2 separate regions of the Hordeum vulgare genome follow, and region 2 is linked to region 1. A link is a contact called in public Hi-C data. All regions are on one chromosome and are shown on one strand. Each heading gives the region's core, a stretch centred on a gene start, on an enhancer-like site or on the middle of the called end of the contact. The rest is flanking DNA. Distances are from core to core; before and after follow the strand shown. Region 1 holds the start of LOC123395962 (intermediate cleaving peptidase 55, mitochondrial). Region 2 has its middle 32 kb from the start of LOC123395904.

Region 1 (2,700 bases), core at 171-2,670:
GGAACACCATTGAAACACCATGGCTACACTTGGTAATATCCTATTCAGAGTGTATGAAAGATGATGATAATAATGGATGTATAAAAACTCCTATAGATACTGGTTTTTGTCATAACGAGATTAAAATGTTGTCATGCCTGTAAATTTAGAAACAACAAGCACGTGCAGCACCAAACCAGTACGGATTATGATAGTCCCGTTCTTTCGACCTGCTTTTGCCTAATTTACTGTTTGTAACCAGCTTTTTCTGTTATTGTGGCTACTTTTCAACAGCAGATTATAAAAGTTCAGCACAGCACAGTTCAGCAACGACACAACTGCACACCGAGCCTAAAAGAGATGGTACCTCGGGATGAGATCTGGGTGTTGGCTGGCCAACATCAATTATTCCTCCGGTAGTGTATGCAACACGCCTAATTATACTGTGAGAGGTAGATAACAAGCGAGACGCCCCCTGCATCAAAGAATGCCTTGAATCAGAATCCAACACTCGAAAGGTAAACAATGCTATAAAAGCACCCATAAGAGGTGTGGGTGTTATGTTCATGCCACCAAATTGCTCCCATTAACCTATAATTAGCGGTGATTAAGTCATCAATTGCAAGACGAATTCATGACTTCCATGGAAAAGCAAACGTATAATTAGCGACGATTAGAATCCAGGGACCGTCAATTTGGATACTTTGGCATTCCGTTTGTGCTGCCAAGATGTGAGACGTGCAAATCACAATTCAACCAAAACCCATATTAACCAAGGACCTCATCAGAACCGAAGCTCAGGGCATTACCGAAATATCCATATAGCACCTTATCTAGATAATCACCTAGGAAGCGTGAACAGACTGAGCAAAAATATCCCCCCACCCCCCCACCCCACACCATCCCTCGAATCAGAAAAATAGTACCGGTGCGAAAGCTATTCCATTCTACCCTTAAGCTACTCCCAATCCAATATATTCAGTGAAGCTAACAGTCCAAGGGTATCCCGTCAGCTGCTTCTCAAGCACCACGGATCGACCTAGTGGTTAAACGCTCGCAACAAGGTCGGGAACAAAGCCGCGCCTTTGGTGAGCACAGAATACTAATAAACACTAAATGCATACAGAACTACAGCAGATTAATAATCTTCGGCGACGGCAGCGCGGACAGGGACTGATTTAGGGGGGGGGGGGGAGGGGGGGGTGCACGCGAAGAGGGGAGAGGGAACGAGCTCCTCGTCGGCGGTGATTAGGATAGGAATTAGTGGGTTCGATCTGAGTACCTCGCTTGCTCGCAGCGTCCTTCGCAAGAATCGCGCCGCCGTCGCCATGCAGCTCCCTCTCCTGATTCTTCTTCGCCCCTCCGCCAGCCTTCCCGGAGACCCTAACCTGGGACTCTGCGGTGATCCTAGCCGTCCAGAAGGGACGGGAAAGATGTGTACGCAAAACAGTGTCCGTCACTAATCCTAAAGCGTCGTTCGGTCCATGTTCAAGTAGCTTTGGCGATTCCGCTCTAGGCTTCTTCGGGTTCATTTGGGAGTATTTTCTGCCGTTCGTTCCATGTGTTTTCAATTTGCATTTGTGCCATATTTTTTTAATTTTTTCTGTTCCAGCGTCTTCGTTCTACAATCTAGAGAGAACCTACGACTGTAGGATTCCCTTCATTCAATAATATAATGCATCCACGCTTTTTAAGATTTAGACTTGATTATAAATTTAATCAACGTAGTCAATTATGACGGAAGTAAAAATTGTATCATTGAATTCGTATTATTATACTTTACACCCGCAGCAATCGTTCGCGTTGATTAAATTTACTATCAAACTTAAATCTTAAAAAACATGAATGTACTATATTATAAGACGAAGGAAGAATAAAATAATTAGCAAATCTTTCTAAAAAAATAGCAAATCAAAACTAAATAACTCAAGGATGGACGAGCAATACCCTTTGACTCTTGGTTGTATATGCATTTGATACAGGAACAAATAACAATTCCATAAAAAGTCAAAAAATATCTATAACTTTCTTCCAAACAAACTTAACCTTCTGTTGTATCTCTTTCTAATAATAAAGCAAATTCGGTTTCAGATCTTCCGTCTTGAAAATTACCCCTAAAATTTGCATAAGTTACACACCATGCCACTGGTAAGTAATAGAAAACGTTATACAAAGCGAAAAATCTTGAACTGGGCCGGCCCATGTAAAAACCTCCTATATTACGTTCTGCACGCTGGAAGAATATCCAGCACACCGTATGGGCCGGCCCATGCACAGGCGCCTGCTTTTAGTTCCGTTTATTTATTTATTTTCATTTCGGTTTTACTTTTTTATTTAAATAATTTAGAACTATAAATAATCTTTAAAATTTTAATAAATTGGAAATTATAAATCAACATATTTAAAAAATTAAAATGTTTGTGAGTTCAAAAACTGCTCGGAGTTTTGTAAAAAATGTTGGCATATACAATAAAATGTTTGCAATTTTATAAAAATGTTTGTACAATAAGAATAGTCCATGATCTCAAATACAATTTCATGTATTAAAAACTATTAAATACATTTAACAAAATGCTTTCTAATTCAAAATATGTCCTAAAATTTTAAAAATAGCTAATGCCAGTTTTGATAGTTCTTTTTTTTATTTAAAATTTTCCGTTCCATTTTTGTTTATTTATAATTTAAATAATTTAGAATTACAAAAACTTTTGCATATTAAAA
Region 2 (2,700 bases), core at 79-2,578, 960 kb before region 1:
CTAGGAGGTTCCTGAAACTTTGTTTTCTGTTTTTTTTTTTCATTTTCTTCTTTTCATTCTCTCCTTTTCTATTCCCTTTCTTGCTTTTCTAGTTTCATTTTAGTCTTTTTTCCTGTTTTATGTTTCTTTTTATTTTTTATTTTATTCTTTTCTTATTTCAGAATTTTATAAATTTTTAAAAATCTTCAAAATATTACGGATTTATTTGCATCCAAGAAATGTTTGGTATTTTTCAGAATTGTTCGCGTTTTCACAAAATGTTCATCATTTCAGAAAAATGATACGATCTTCAGAAAAGTTGTTGACCTATTAAAATTTTGTTTACATTTGCAAAGATGGTGGAGATTTGCAAAAAATTTATATGTTAAGTTTTTTTCTTAATTTTAGAAAGTGTTCTTGCGTCCATAAAATTCTTCTAGTTCTTAGACTTGGTTAAAAAATTGAAATAATGTTAAAATTTTCATATTTTCTTTGCATTTCGAAAAATATTTGGCAATTTCAAAACTTGTTCACATATTGCAAAAATGTTCATAGTGTCAAAGAATGTTATGGTTTTTAAAATATATTGTTCATTGTTTCAAAAATTGTTCACATTTCCAAAGTTGGTCGATATTTGCCAAGTTCTTCTCTGTTTCAATAATTACTCTTAAATTTCAAAAATATTTGTGCTTCCAAACATTTTCCTAGTTCTCAGATTTTGTTAAAAAATTCAAATAATGTTAAATATATTCCATATTTTTTTTGCGTGTCCAAAAGAAAATTGGTATTTTTATAAAATTGTTCAAAGTTTTAAAAAATGTTCGTATTTACTGAAAATGTGCAATGTTTTAAAAAAAATGCACGATGTTGAAAAACATTTTTATCTATTAAAAGAATGTCCCAATTAAAAAATTTCTTAGGAATTTCAGAATTATTCTAGATTTTTAAATTTGTTCTTAAAATCATAAAAGTGTTTGTTATTTCAAAAATTATGCCAAATTGTTCCTTTTTAGATTTTGCTCAAAATGTCAAAAAATTTCATGTTTCATACTTTGGTAGTCCTTGTAGTTTAGCGATGCACATGTGCGGCAAGAGCACTTCAGTGGTATTGGCTTCCGTCGATTGCACATCAGCACCTCATCGTCAGTTCAAATCCGAGTTACCGCCATCCATTTTTTCTTTTTTAATCCTCGCTCCACTGGACACCGCAATGGGCCGGCCCAAGTAGACTACACCTGTGCAATTGCCCGATTACTCGCTGCGAGGAGCGACATATAGGAGTTCCCATCCCTAGTCGGCGTTTGTTTTTGTTTTTTGTTTTTTGAGGCAACCTTATCGGCGCTTGTGCCGCCAGCACCTGCAGCTGGAAGCTCCTATACGGCGCTCCAGGCGTCCATTCGCACTGCTGACACCTTCAGCTTCCCGTGCTGGGCCGGTACGGAAAACATTCGGCCAAATTTTAATTATTTTGAAAAAGATTGTGATTTGAAAAAAGTTCTTCATTTTGAAAGAGAAGTTCACAACCCTGAAAAAAGTTCATTGATTTTCAAAACAAAGTTTATCTATTTTGCAAAAAAGTTCATCAAATGGGAAAATGTTCACAGGTTTTAAAAGGAAAAAATATCAAATTTGAAAAAGTCCATAGAATTTGAGAAAGGTTCATCAATTTTGATAAAAAATTCAATGATTTTGAAAAACGTTCATCTATTTTGAAAAACACGATCAACTTGATTTTTGAAAAAGGTCATTGAATTCGAACAAAAGCTCAAATAATTTAAAAAAAAGTTCATTGATTTTTGAAAAAAACATCGATTTGAAAAAAAAAATCACCTAACTGAGAAAAAAAATCACCAATTTTGGAAATATTTCATCAATTTTGAAAAACATTGCATCCAATTGAAAAAAAGTTCACCGGTTTTGAAAACAATTCATGGATTTTGAAAAAAGAATCAGCAATTTTGAAAAATATTTGATCTAACTAAAAGAAAGTCCACATGTTTTTAAAAAATATCATCAATTTTGATTAAAGGTTTATCTATTTTGAAAAACATTTCATCTAATTGAAAAAAAAGATCATCGGTTTCAAAAAAGTTTGCCAAAAACCAAAAAAGTTCATTCATTTTTAAAAATGTTCATGCAATTTATGAAAGATTTCATCGATTTAGAAAAGAAACTTAACGAATTTGAAAACAGAATCGCTTATTTAAGAAAAAAAGAAAAAAGAAAGAATAATATAAAAACTAAATATTTTTTTTCATTGATAGTTGCCAGATTATTATTATTTAGTTGTTAGACTATGATACATTTAGTAGCCACGTTTAATTAAGTTACTTGTCAACTTGGCAATCATGTGTATAGACTTTTGGCAACTACGCTTGCTTAAACCCGACGACCGTGTTTGATAAATGTTTGTTGTCTTGTAGCAATTTTTCATTATACATGATTTAAATGCATGTCATATGTTTGATTTGCTAATTTAAATATGTTAACTTGTAATATTTACATACAACTTTACCAAAAAAAATTATGTGCTTGCTAATTTAACTATTCCGACTTGTCATATTTACAAACAATTACAAAAAAAAAATGGTCATCGATTTTAAATATGCCGAGTTGTCATATTTTTATACATTATCATCCTAAAAAAGTAGTTTGTGCTTGCCCGTTCGATTATGTCAAGATGTCATATTTATACGCGGGTCTGGTGATTGAATCCTGCCA

The links. Hi-C and Micro-C count contacts between places; a contact is called where the count stands out from the background.
Region 2: a Hi-C map of seedling shows a contact between it and region 1, with 2.4 times the contacts expected there. The contact joins the enhancer-like site here to the promoter of LOC123395962 in region 1. A contact is called at or near these places in 2 of 6 Hi-C or Micro-C datasets (leaf and seedling).

The regions. Positions count from the first base shown.
Region 1 is chr5H:101,480,726-101,483,425 of MorexV3_pseudomolecules_assembly, reverse strand. It overlaps LOC123395962 (intermediate cleaving peptidase 55, mitochondrial), which reads right to left and starts at 1,420. Exons shown (of 13, transcript XM_045090983.1): 1 at 1,262-1,420; 2 at 347-454. The coding sequence starts at 1,309.
Region 2 is chr5H:102,436,984-102,439,683 of MorexV3_pseudomolecules_assembly, reverse strand. No RefSeq gene overlaps it. Among protein-coding and RNA genes, the nearest start is that of LOC123395904, 32 kb to the right of the region's middle. Within about 2 kb of position 1,328, at least 3 of the 3 cell types and tissues checked have open chromatin away from gene starts, as enhancers often do. A contact at or near this core is called in leaf and seedling, where this site is marked.